Regions from separate parts of the Ovis aries genome. Here region 1 is linked to region 2. Evidence: chromatin contacts called from public Hi-C data. All regions are on one chromosome and are shown on one strand. Each heading gives the region's core, a stretch centred on a gene start, on an enhancer-like site or on the middle of the called end of the contact. The rest is flanking DNA. Distances are from core to core; before and after follow the strand shown.

Region 1 (6,551 bases), core at 2,983-5,482, 94 kb before region 2:
GGTTTTGCATGGACTATGTGGGTAGAAAACCCAAGTGACTATTATTTTTCTATGATGCTCTAGTGACCAGGGGTATCTATGGATGGTGAGATTGCCACTGTACACCCAACCCCCCCACTGAGGAGCTAGGTGAAGCACCCTGAGTTGCTGTAGACAGGACAGCAGAAAAAGCTGCCCTTCACTCCATGGAAGCAGGCATCCTTCTTAAAGACACCAGGAAAGCTGTTGGGGGATCAGGAAGTGGAGGCCCCTCCCTCAGTCCTCAGCCTCTCTGTAGGAAAAATGGAGGGCAGAGTAAGAGACCCCTGGAATTGTTCTTTATTTCCTAGACCTCTACCCCAACCCCTTAACCCCCACTCCAGCTTTCCGGCCCCTTAGCCATCTTTGTCCCATATACTTCGGTCAAAGGAGATTCCAGAAAGGTGAAGGGGCTGGCTCAGGGGAAGGAAAGGAAGAAAGGAAAGGAAGAAAGTAAAGTCGCTCAGTCGTGTCCATGGACTGTAGCCTACCAGGCTCCTCCCTCCACGGGATTCTCCAGGCAAGAGTACTGGAGTGGGTCGCCGTTTCCTTCTCCAGGGGATCTTCCTGACCCAGGGATCGAACCCGGGCCTTCCGCATTCCAGGCAGACACTTTAACCCCTGAACCACCAGGGAAGAAGGGCAGAGGCAAAACCTGAGAAGGGAGAGGGTGGAGGACCCGACCTTCCAGCCAGAGACAGTTCCTCACACTGCAGGGGGTTCCACTCCTTCCTCACCTTCCCGTTCCCTCTGAGATGCTGGGTCTGACCACAGCTTTTGAGCTTTAAGCTACCCCTTCACTCCCAGTGTCCTTCCAGTGTGAATCCCACTCCTCCCAACATCCCAGATTCCTACAGCATTTGTTTATCTTGTCTTTTTGTAGTGATTTTTCCCCCATACTGTAGTAGGAATTTTATGAAGGTATAATAAATGCCATTGAAAACTGCTCACCTTTTATTGCTGCCTGCTCCTTCGGCTGCACCTCAAAACTGACTCAGTTTCATACAAAGTTCTCCGGCAGGGGAAATCCACCTAGGAAATGGAAAGGGGCTGCCTCAAGGGTCTCTATGGGGACTGGCCCTTCGGTCCTGGGCTCTATAGCCCTCTGCCAGGTGACTAACACCAGGTTTGCCAGCACTCAGAACTCTAGGCTCTGCCTGGGCCTAGGGGAAGGAGGGGAGTAGGGGACTTTAGGGGTTGGAAAAGCCCAGGAGTCCTATCAAAGTAGAGCTGAAAACAGGATGGAAACCCAGGCTGCCTGTCCTGTACAGGGAGCAGTGCTATTACCCCCCAGAAAACCTGGGATGGTCCTGAGGTCAGTGGGTATGTTCTCTTCGAAAGTCAGGAAGTGCACAACCCTGTGAGAGTCTGGACACAGAAACAGTGGGCTCAAGATTTCTTAACCCGGTGGTTTCCATGAAGAGTGGTGAGGGGGAAGAACTTAGGAAGTCTAAATGTCTCCATTCAGATGCCGTCTTCCTTCCATTAGGTTAGCTACAAAGAAGAACACAATAGGTGAAAATTAATAATTCCCTTATTCCGTAGAAATTCACCCTAGCTGGCAAGAAACATTGGTACCACGGGGGTATAGCTCAGTGGTAGAGCATTTGACTGCAGATCAAGAGGTCCCCGGTTCAAATCCGGGTGCCCCCTCTAAGGTCTAGTTTGTTTTTCCTTCCCCGGCTTCTTAGTCCTGCAGTGCTCCTCCTGAAGTTCCCTTACAGGCTAAAGCGGAAGGGTCCTTCAACATTGCGGACCTCTTTTGCCGGCGATCAGGGTGGAGCCCCAGGTCCTGCCAAGCCACGCCCTCAGCCTCTTGGGGGCTTGTACAAAGGCCCGCGCTCTTGATGGTAGGGTGGAGGCGTGAGACCCCGCACGCAGATCTACGTGTCCCGGGATCTCAGCTGCCCGGGATCTCAGTCTGTTGGAAGACAGACTGAGTTTCTAAGGGCTGGGCTTGGGACAGGAAGGACTGGAGGTGTCTGTGAGCGTGTAGGAGAGAGATGGGCGCCAAGAGAATCGCTAGGGGCGCTCTGGCAAGGCAGGAAAGGCGGACCCAGGCCCAAAGGAAGGTCCAGGAAGTGAGAAATCTAGGGGAAGTGAGGGGCTTCTCCTCCCGCAGTCCCAAATTGCTTTTTCTTACATCATTAGAATTCTTTAGTTCAGAGTTTCAGGAAACAAACTCTGCATTCAGATAAGTAGTCTCTCGAGATTTATAGTCTCTCTGTCTCTTGAAAATACTGGATTCCACTTCCGTTTGTGGACGCAGTCACAGCGCCTGCGCTGGAGTAGCACTAAGAAGTCATCCGCAGGCAAAAAACCAGCAGAGGGGGTATAGCTCAGTGGTAGAGCATTTGACTGCAGATCAAGAGGTCCCCGGTTCAAATCCGGGTGCCCCCTTGTATACATTTTTAAGGATCCAAATTCAGATTTTCCCAGCCACCACTTTTCTTACAACTTCCTACTTCCACGATTTTGTGTTGACATTTATTTCACCACTTCTATTTTGGGCGAGATGAGGAACGGCGAAACAGCAAAACAAATTTAGAGCAGAGGTTCTCAAAATGTGTTACTGAGAACAGCACCACCAGCTGGGAATGTGTTAGAAATATGGATTCTCGGCCTCAGAACTATAGTACTTGGGGGTGGCTCCCAGAAATCTGTGTTTTATAAGCCCCTCCAGGTGATTCTGATGTACACTCAAGTTCTAGAAGCTTACATTAAAAAAAAAATTGACACGTCATTTGCTTCTAATTATTTCCAAGTTGCTGTTTCAGCCTGAGTCCTTTATTAAGAGACTTTTTAAAACAGACCGCGCGCGAGGCATCCCGGACAGGGGACTGTTCAAAAAGATCATTGCCGGAGCTGAAATTCCGTCCTGGGTCCTCTCACCTTGATCTCTCGGAAGGTAGGGGCAAGGAGATGTGAACCCGCCTGGCTGGAGTCGGAGATAGCGCGAAGCGCGTAGGCAGGTCTGGAAAATCGAGGAAAACCGCAAAACACACGCGTTGCGGCTCGTCACGTGGCCACTAGAGGGCAGCAAGAAGCCGCAGCTGGAAGCAGCAGCCTTTTTGATCCTGAGAGTTGGCAAAACAGCAATTTAAATGAGACAACAAGAACTTACAGACAGGCCTAGCCTTGTCCCATTGTAAGTGATTAGGGGACGTCGGGCTAAAGGAGGTCGGTTCTGGGACCCTGGGTCCTGAGGAAGAACGAACTGGGATTCTGAAAGATTAGTCTTTAGGGCCCCAGCCTGTATATATCAGGGCGTCCCTTTCACCCTCATTCTCCCTCCATCCAGCGCTGGATCTCCTTGCCTTCGCACGAATTAGGTCGAGGAGGGAAGAGGCACCTCCGGGTCCTGACCTGATTCCCTGCCATCTATTAAATCTCCTAAATTGAGGGTATTTTTATTCTGTTCTGGTAGGGTAAAAAAAAAAAAAAAAAGTTATCTATTCCCAGAGCCTGCTTATAAGGTGGTGGCAGTTGGGGTGAGACATTTCCTTGCTCTCCTCTGAAGATTGACTGAGTTGGGCCCTGTGGAGGTCTGGGGTCCCCAAAGAGGAGGGTGACCTCAGTTACTTTCTGGGGGTGGGAAGAAGTCCAGGTTATTTCAAAGTAGGGATGATTCAGGTCCCCTCCATCCCCATGTCTGCGGGGTGGGATAAAGTGGAGAGAAGCCATAAGAGGGCGTGGAATTCAGGCCTCTGCTGCAAGGGGAGACTCCTGGGGTGGGGATGGGCATCAGATCCCTACACAACTCTGTGCAACAGCCCAGAAAGTCGGGAAGCCTGGTGGAAATGGGTCGAGTGTGGATGGTAGGAGCGCAGGGTCTGAGGAAGGGGCGCCCACTGTCCCTTCCTGGGATCTGGCCCTTCGAGCCTTCTCTCCACCGCTTTCCCCCAGGGAGTGGAGGAGGGGAAAGCAGGCAGAAGCTAAGGTGCGGTGTAGGGGTAGCTGATGCTCTTCGGGGGTTCTCCCAGCCCGAGGGTTCCCCGCCCTGTCCCCTTCCTCCTCCCGCTACCCTCTCCCCCCGCCTGGGAAGCGGCCGCGGGAGCTCTCGGGGAGCGCTCGGGCAGGGCTGGGAGGGCTGGGGAAGACTCGGGGCGAGCTCCGGAGGCGCCGCGCCCCCCCCCCGCCCCGCCCCCTCCCCAGTCCCCGCTCCGGGAGGCCGCTCGGCTCGCTCGCCGCCCGCTGGCGCTCCGCCGCTCTCACTGCTTGCCTGCCCCGCGCTCCGCTGCCGCTCCGCCGCCCACCCCTCCGCCGGCCAGCCCGGGGGACCGCGCCGCCCGAGCCGGGCCGGGACAGCTGCGGGCCGGGGGCGGGTCCTGGCCTCCACCATGCGGGCTGAGCTCTGGCTCCTCGTGCTGGTGCTCAGGGAGGCTGCCCGGGCTCTGAGCCCCCAGCCCGGAGCAGGTAGGACTGGCCAGAGTTGGTGGGGGTGGGTCAGGGTCGTGGGTCGAGGGGGCAGGTGGGCGGGCGTGGGCATGGAAGGTACCGGCAGGCTGGCGATGTCAGAGGCGCCGGGGGTCGTGTCCGAGGGAGGCCAGGAGCGCTGTGGACGGTGGCAGGTGAACAAGGACCCCTACTTTCCTAAACACACAGGGTGTGTGAGTGAGGGTGGAAGGATCAGACCCCGATGCCCCGATTTCTCCTTCCCTCCTGGAAGGACACTGGAGGGACCCCAGCAGAGAGGGAATCCACAAGGCACTGGGCTCTGGCCCCAAAGAGGACGGTGGGAGAGTCACAGGGTCCCCTGGCCACACTGGGTGAGGCTGAATTCTGATGAGATGCGGAGTCTGGGATGTCTCTTGCTTCAGTTTTGTTTCCTTTTTCTCTCCGCTGCCCTCACTCCCAAGCTGACCCAGTCTGGGGGCTGAGTGGCAGTAGCCAGGAGGATGGAGGAGACCCACCATCTCTCCTCCAGCAAGGGCAGTGGGGAGCTTGACGGCCTCTCCTCTCTGGTACTTGAAGAGCAGCGCTGGGCCCAGAAAGAAGCAACTTGCTGCTTCCCCACCCCCAGCCTCTAGGGTCCTCCAGTCACTCTGGCTCTACTCTGCCCTGGCGGCCCTTGGCCTTTAGCTTTTCTGGCTCTAGATTAGGAGGGTGGGGTGTCCTACCTTCCCCACAGCAGTTCTCTGCAATCATTCTCCCACCTGGAAAGTCCTTTTGGAGATCTACCTTGAGTCTGTCCTGTTATAAAGGAGAACCATTTTTCAGCAAGTAATTTTGCATTCTCCTCTTTCTTCCTTCTGTATGCAGGCATTCTCTGGGGTTGGGGAGGTGGGTGATTGCAGTCAAGCCTCTGGACAGAACTGGGAAGATAGAGTTCCGTGCCTCACAGGCATAGATGTCCCCCAGGGTGGGATGGAGCAGGTGGAGGGTTTGTCCAGGGGGATGCTGTAGTTGGGCTGCTGTGTCTCAGAGGTCTGTGGGCATCAGGCACAGCATCAGGGATGGCATTCTTGACTTTAATGGTCCCTGAATATAGTTGAGACAGGCCTGGGTTTCTGTTGAGAAGGAGAGTGTGGGCAGAGGGCAGCGGAAGCCTAGGTGGCAAGAGGCTGCTGATGCAAAACCACCAGTTTTCAGAGAGACCACACAGAGAGTGGCCAGAGATGTGACTTCTAGTTCCAACATCTTGCTTGCTGTGTGACCTTGAACAAGTTACTTTCCTTCTCTGGGCCTGTTTCCTCCCTTATAAAGTGAGGCTGTGGGCAAAATCTTTGTGGGATTATAGGATTATGAGAGATCTTTTTTATGACTGTCTCTCTTTTTCAGATTTGTTATGATGTGTATGAGATAATTGCAAAAAGAAAAAAACAAAAATTAAGTCAATATAAAAAGGAATGGGTTGGACAGGTCAATTTTTTAGGTCTTTTGCAAACCCATCCTGATGAGATCTTCTGAACTCTGGATATGACTGGATTGATGAGGGATGGCTCTGAATCTGACTGAGATGGGAGATCCACGGAAAGGGGTGGGGAAGAGGGCACTGGAAGGAAACAAGGATGGGCAATGCAGGGGCCAGAGCCAGGCTGAGCTGAGGGCTGCCTCTTCAGAGGTGATTGGAAGAGGAGATACCCTGGGGGGCCAAAGAGGGTGCAGGCAGAGATTTGAATCACATCTCTCAGTAGAAGATGTCCTGTCTCCTCAGCTTTGGCAGATTCAGCCAGGAGAAATGAACTTTCTCTGCAGCAGGGAGACTGGTGAGACTGAAGGAAGCCAGCGGGGGCGCTGCTGACTCTGTGTCGAGCTTATTTTTTTTCACGACCAGACTGGGTTTGAGCGGGCCCTGTTTGGAGGCAGGGGTTGTCTTCTAGGGAGAACAGATGTGGGGGTGGGACCCTCTGGGAAAGGGCTGCTCCGATTGGTGGTGGAGCCCTGGTGACAGGTGAGAGGGCAGTTGGGAGCTGGACATGAGGGGTGGGTGCTGCCATCCAGCCCCAAGGCTCCAAGTCCTCTGTGCTGTGTGGGGAGAGGGGATGTGGGTGGGGAGTGGAAGGGGGCGGGGCTCGGGGGGAGCTGAGATC
Region 2 (7,176 bases), core at 2,837-5,336:
GATGGAGCTCAAGTGAAGGCTGACCTGGAGCTGTATCTTTGTGAATCATCAACATATGGAGGTGGATGGAGCCAGGGGCGGGGGTGAGTGTTTGGATAAAGAGAAAATGGTCTCTCACACAGCCTTGATGAGCACTGGCATTTCAGGAATAGGTAAAAGAAAAGAGCTGGGAAATCGGTGAGAAGGAGAAGCCAGAGAGACAGGAGAGCAAAAAAAGAAGAAAATGATGTCCCAGAAAGGACTGGGATCTAAGCAGGTCACCTGGGAGGATGCTCCTGAAAGTGAGAGCAGTCCCATTTTTCTTCCCTTTCTGAAGGATGGAGGATGGCTTCCTCTAAGCTGGTCAGAGGTTTTAGCAAATTAAAGATAAGTGAGAAAAAAGAAAGGCCCCTTTGAGTTGAGAAATAGAAGAGAGAGTAGAGTCCATCTCCTCTCCTCTTTGCTGTCTTTTCTTGCTCTTGCTGCAATAATCAGAGCACTCATAGAAAATAAATCCTGTTATTTGATAAAATGTGGAGAATCAGATGCTCAAAATGCTTCTTCTTATGTGCTTCAAAACCAAACATGCTGAAAATGGAGACCATCCAATTGCTCATGCTGTCCTTAAAAATGTTCCTTTGATAAACATTAAGCTGTTCTGTTTACCAGAAATGTTAAGGAGGAAAATAAACAGGGCTATTTAGAAGTATTTAAAAATTGAAGTTTAAACCATAAGAGAAAACAAGAGGCAAAAACTGCATGAACATTGCAGACCTCAGCTGCCCTTGAAATCTTTTTCTCTGCCTAATGTTACATAATTCTTCATCAGCCAAAGATATCAGTTTCGCATGCTAAAATTCACTGAGTATGTGTCATGCTTAAAGGACAGGGTATTGAAAGGAAAGAATAACATAAAGGGATGGAAAAAAGGTTTGGCACATAAAGGCAATGCACTTAAAAGCCTAAGTCTTTTCTAAAGAAACTTTATGAATATAATTGAAAAATAAATGATGCAGGTTTCCATTTCAGATTGATGGGGACAGAATGGGATAGTTAAACAGGTAGTTGCAGAGGTCCCAGTAGGGGACTGTGGATAGAGAAGGAAACCTAGGAAATGCTGGGAGATGACTATAAGTTAATGATCATTCAAGAAAGCTATTGGAACCCTGTGGAACAAAGCAGACTTAACTATAAAGCCATAAATAAAAGAATGAGATGTACCCCAGGTCCTTAGGTGAAAGAAAAATGTTACCACCCTTCTGTTGATTTGAATAAGCGCTATGATAATCCTAGTTTGACCTCATATGGTCAGAAACTCTCCCGCCCAACATGAAGGAGGAGCTAGTGATGTAAGCCTGACATTTACATGAAGAAGGTGGTCTTTTCGCCCTCCCCTACTTTCCTTTGTAAACTTGTAGCCCACTTAATCCTCAGGGCAGTGCCCCCTCCCCTGCTCACTTGCATCTCTCACAAGCATCTTACAGTAATAAATCTACTTCTTGCCTATTACTGTGCCTCTTGCTGAGTTCTTTCTGCATGGAGACACAAAGAATTTGAGTCTCAGTAAGTCCAGACACCAGATGAGTGATTCTAATTAAAAGAACATAGTCCAAGTCCCAATCAGGGTTTTGGCTGGGTTCAAGTCTCAATCTGATTTTAAGATAGTGTCATAAACCCAGATATCCTAATTCCTCTGCTGAAAACTAAAAATTTGGATAAAATACTGAAAATACCTTCTAAATTCATTAATAAAAATAAGGAATATCAGCCAAAACCAAGTGGTGGTAGGAACCCCAAGAGATAAGCGGAGAAATTATCAAACCATGTAGCTCTCAGTTTTCAAGACTTCAAGGAGATCAAGGAATAAGACAGAGCCCCAGGTCTGCCTAAGGTGGAGATTCTAATTGATACCCCCTTTCACTTTTCACTTTCATGCATTGGAGAAGGCAATGGCAACCCACTCCAGTGTTCTTGCCTGGAGAATCCCAGGGACAGGGAAGCCTGATGGGCTTCCGTCTATGGGGTCGCACAGAGTTGGGTACGACTGAAGCGACTTAGCAGCAGCAGCATGTAGGTGAGGCACTTAAAGTCTACACTTTCACTGTTAGGCTAATCCAGAAATATATCTAATCTTTCCATCTGGAAGATCTGCAGCTAGAAGGAGCTGCCTTGATTCTTGATACCACAGGAAAATGAAACAAACTCTGGAAAATGTATAACTAAAAGCTAGCCCTAACACAAATCTGCAGCACAGATTCATATTAGTTGGATGGTCTGAAAAGCCTCTAGCAGAAAATGTAATGTAAAGTGATCCTAAGTGCTGAAAGAGCAAATACAAAGCCTCTTAGGTGAACCCACCTTTATCCTTGGCCCTACAAAATTCCCACCGATAAAATTTTAAGAAATATTAAATCACAGTCAAAAATCATAAAACCCACAAACAATAAGATCCTACTGTATAGCACAGGAAACTATACTCAACATTATATTCAACATCCTGTGATAACCATAATGGAAAAGAATATGAAAAAAATATATATATATAAATAACTGAGTCACTTGGCTGTATAGCAGAAATTAATACAACATTGTAAACCAACTATACTTCAATAAAATTTTTTAAAAATAATTTTAAAAAATCACAAAACCCAAGGAAATTATCACCAGAGATGAAATGTTATACAGGCAGCAGAATCAGATTTATAAAAACTTTAGATATAGGAATGATCAGAAACACAATATTAAAAACCTATTTAAGAGCTTTGAAGAAAGAAAAAGAAATAATAAAGTAAATAAGAAGAGCTACAAAAACGATTAAGAAGTTTTAAACAAATGGTGGAAATGAAAAAATGTAATAATTAAAATTTAAAACAGTAGACAGAATAGCAGATTAGACACACTGAAGAGAGAATTATTGAACTAGAAAACACCTGAAGAAATTCAGTGAGACAAAGAAATGAAATATGAAAGAATACTCAGATTCAAGAAGCCCAATGAATTTCTTTTTTAAAATATTTTTTTTTATTTATTTGCATTTTCTGTTAGTTACAGCATGTGAACTCCTATTTAAGGCATGTGGGATCTAGTTCACCAAGTGATGAAACCCAGGCTCCCTGCATTGGGAGCCTGGAGTCTTGGCCACTGGACAACCAGAGACATTCCTCCAGTGAATTTCTAATAGAAATAAAAGGAGGTTTGCAGGGACTTCCCTGGTGGTCCAGTGGTTAAGACTCCATGCTCCCAATGCAGGGGGCCTGGGTTCAAATCTTGGTCAGGGAAATAGATCCCACATGCCTCAACTAAGACTAGGGTAGCCAAAAAAAAAAAAGAAAGGAGATTTGCAATCCAGCACATCATAATAAATTGCAGAACACCAAAGACAGACCAGATCATAAAAGCAGAGACAAAAGTCAGATAACTTCAAAGCTGCAACATTAGACTGATAGCCAGCTTCTTAATCGCAACAATAAAGGTAAGAAGATAATGGAAAAATATCTTCAATGTGTTGAGAGGAAATTACAATCAACCTAGAATTCCATACCCACTGAAAATCTATAAAGAACAAAGGCTAGAAAAGAAGGAATATTACATAAAAAGGAGTGTAGAGTGGTAAGGGGTAAAATAATTAATCAAATATTGACCATCTATTTTATCTAAGCAATTGACTACATAAAACTATAGTAAGTTTCTAAGGCATAAAAAAACCAAAAAGAGGATATCTGTGGTCATCTGGCCCCAGGGCCTGCAGTATAGGTCCAGCCACGGCTCCATACTACCCCATGTCGCCATGGGCTTAACAAGGGCCAGAAGGGGACCAAGGTCATGACCCAACCAAGACACAGCTGTGGCCTTGGGCACCTCATCAAGCACACTACCAAGTTCTCTCAGGACGCGATCCAAGAAGTGCTCAGCTCTGCGCTAAATGAGCAACATGGCATAGAACAGTTCAAGGTCTCCAAGGACAAGCAGGCCCTCAAGTTCATCCAGAAAATGTTAGGGACACATATCTGCGCCAAGAGGAAACCAAGAGAACTGAGCAATGTCCTGGCCACCACGAGGGAAGCAGTTGCCAAGAGACTGAGTCCCCTCCCTGCTCTGTGCATAATAAAAACTTCACAGGAGAAAACAAACTCAACTAAGGTAGAGCCAAAATACACAGCCCAGGAACATATAAGTCAGAAGGTGGGTGATTGGAATTAAAGTGTTTTAAGGTTCTCACAGTGTTTGGAAAAGGCAAAAGAGTAATGATTTACTTTGGACTTTGATGAGTTAAGTACTCATAATAAAGTTTTAGATCAAACCACTTAAAGTCTAGGAATAAAATATTTAGCTTCTAAACTAATAGAAATGTAGTGATAACAAGTTAGCAATCAAACAAACTTAAGAGAGAAGAGAAAAAATAATCATAAAAAGAGGAACCAAAGAGACAACTAAAAAAAAAGTATATCAGTAATTGCAGTAAGTATAATGTAATAGATGCTTCAGTTAAAAACTTGTCAGAGCAGTAAAAAATCCAGCTTTATATACTTTTTAAAAGACTCATCTAGAATATAAGGATACAGAAAGGCGGAAATCAAAAGAATGGAAAAGACACATTAAGCAAATACTAAGTAAAAGAAAGCTGACAAAACTACATAAGTAACAGACTAAATGTACTCGAAAGCCAAAAGTACTATTAGATATGAAAAGTTCACTACGTGATGATGAAAAATATACAAAAACTGGCAGACTAAAAGATGGGACTGAACAGTCATCATAACAAGAGACAGCAATATCCTCAAGTGATCAGGAAACCAAGCAGATAACCAAACAAAGCAAACTCAGTAAGGATTTATGAAATTTGAATAGAACAATTACCAAGCTCAAGTTAATGGACACATTAAATTAATTTAAATTTAATTGATTAAATTAAAAACAATGTCAAAGCAACCTTGTAAACCATTACAAGAATAGCACAGAAAGGAAAATTATATGCCAAGTTCACTCACAAACATAGATGCAAATACCATAAGTAAACTATTAGCAAATTGAATTCATCAGCGTTTAAAAGAATAATACGCTTTTCTCAAATTGGATCTACCCCAGGAATATCTTGTAGACTGAATACTAAGAAGTCAATTAATTATTCATTTTCCTAGGTGTGATAATTTATTGTGTTTTAATAGGAAAATGTCCTTTATATTTAGGAGCTATATGCTGAAGTATTTTATGGGTGGTATGTCATGATATTTGCAGGTTATCTTTAAATAACTGAGAAAAAGGATACAGGGAATTCCCTGGCAGTCCAGTGTTTAGGACTCTGTACTCTCACTGCGCAGGACCTGGGTTTGATCTCTGCTTGGGGAACTAAGATCCCACAAACTGAGAGGTGAAGCCAAAAATAAATAAATAGATAATAAAATGTGTGGAGTCAAAGTTAAAAATATATATACAGCCTATTCCAAAAAAATCTGTATAGACATGTATGTTACTTATATGATACATGTGTTAGTTGCTCAGTCATGTCTGACTCTGTGCAATCCCATGGACTGTAGCCCACTAGACTTCTCTCTCCAGGCAAGAATACTGGAGTGGGTTGCCATTTCCTTCTCCAGGGGATCTTCTCCACCCAGGAATCGAACCCAGGTTTCCTGCATTGTAAACAGATTCTTTACCATCTGAGCCACCAGGGAAGCCCAGATGGTGCAGAGATAAAGCAAAAATAGTAAAATTTTCACAATTTTTATGCCTAAGTCATAGGTATACGTTATGTTCGCTGTACCATCCTTCCAACTTTTATGTACATTGGAAAATATTCATAATGCAAAGTAATGAAAAAGGAAAACCAAGCAATGAAATGTACCACATTAACTGAATAAGGGAAAAAAGTTTTTGACAAAATTGAACATATATTAATGATTTTTAAAAAGAAAAACTATTAGCAAACATAATGGTGATATATAAACATTTCCTTTTTTAAGACTGGAAACAAGAATGGCTGATTTCAATACTGTATTGAAGACCACCAGAGTAGCAGCGCATACAAAAATTGGACTGAAAGAAAAAAACCTGTCATTATTTGCAAATGATAAGAGTATTTACAATGAAAATCTTAAAGGATGTACATGTATATTTGTAGATTTAATAGGAGAATTTAGCAAGCAATTGTATTAGAAACAAAATCAATAAATGATATCAAGAGGACTTCTCTACACCAGCCTCTAAAAGAAATTGTACTTTTAAAGAGATATCATTTATAATAAAGTTAAAAATAATGAAGTACCTAGGAATAAATCTAACAAAAGATGTTCCAACTCGCTATGGGGAAAAATTGTAAATCTTTGTTAAGAGCTATTAAAGAATACTAAAATAAACAGGGGCTTTATTATGTTCATAAACTGCAAGATTTGCATTAATAAAAGCATCTGCTGCTGCTGCTGCTAAGTCGCTTCAGTCTTGTCCGACTCTGTGCAACCCCATAGACGGCAGCCCACTAGGCTCCCCCGTCCCTGGGATTCTCCAGGCAAGAGCACTGGAGTGGGTTGCCATTTCCTTCCCCAATGCATGAAAGTGAAAAGTGAAAGTGAAGTCGCTCAGTCGTGCCCGACTCTTAGCGACCCCATGGACTGTAGCCTACCAGGCTCCTCCGTCCATGGGACTTTCCAGGCAAGAGTACTGGAGTGGGGTGCCATTGCCTTCTCTGAATAAAAGCATCAGGTGTCCTCAAATAAAACTTTTAGATTCATGGCAGTCCCATTCCACAGATGAATTTATTACCGACTAGACTTCTTGGCCTTCCCCAATCAATAGAAAAATAGAAATTGACTAGAGACCCGACAAGAAATTCAGGCAAGGCCTTAGTGGGGCCTCTTCGAGAACAAACAACAGTCTCCTTTGCTTGCTCCCTGGTGGACGGTGGGGGTGGGGGTGAGCAAGCTTGTTCCTTATATAGGGTGAGGGTATGGGTGTGTCCAGGAGTCAGGCTGAAGGAGGTGTTTTGTCCACCTCTTAGGTGGTGGTGTGTGCAGAGGACATACGCAGTACGCCATGTTTGCTCCAGACCCCCTGACTTTGCTCCAGGCTCCTCCAAAGTGCCAGTTGGGTCTTTTAGTCTCTTGTATCTTTTGTCCAGAATTTGTCCCAACTGCGCAAGCACACAGGCATTTTTAGTCCCATGGAGTTTCTTTGTATTTTATTGCTTGAGAAGAGGTGTGTCCA

Evidence for each region. A called contact is a pair of places that touch in the nucleus more often than the background predicts.
Region 1: a Hi-C map of muscle shows a contact between it and region 2, with 3 times the contacts expected there. The contact joins the promoter of PLXDC1 here to the enhancer-like site in region 2. A contact is called at or near these places in 10 of 16 Hi-C or Micro-C datasets (blood, hypothalamus, mesenteric adipose tissue and 5 more).

What each region holds. Positions count from the first base shown.
Region 1 is chr11:39,404,565-39,411,115 of ARS-UI_Ramb_v3.0, reverse strand. It overlaps PLXDC1 (plexin domain containing 1), which reads left to right and starts at 4,232. Exons shown (of 14, transcript XM_004012833.4): 1 at 4,232-4,434. The coding sequence starts at 4,359. It overlaps TRNAC-GCA (transfer RNA cysteine (anticodon GCA)), which reads left to right and starts at 2,347; the gene lies at 2,347-2,418. TRNAC-GCA (transfer RNA cysteine (anticodon GCA)) reads left to right here and starts at 1,600; the gene lies at 1,600-1,671. It also overlaps a transcript of ARL5C not described here.
Region 2 is chr11:39,309,956-39,317,131 of ARS-UI_Ramb_v3.0, reverse strand. No RefSeq gene overlaps it. Among named protein-coding and RNA genes, the nearest start is that of FBXO47, 28 kb to the right of the region's middle. Within about 2 kb of position 4,086, at least 2 of the 54 cell types and tissues checked have an H3K27ac peak or open chromatin away from gene starts, as enhancers often do. A contact at or near this core is called in muscle, where this site is marked.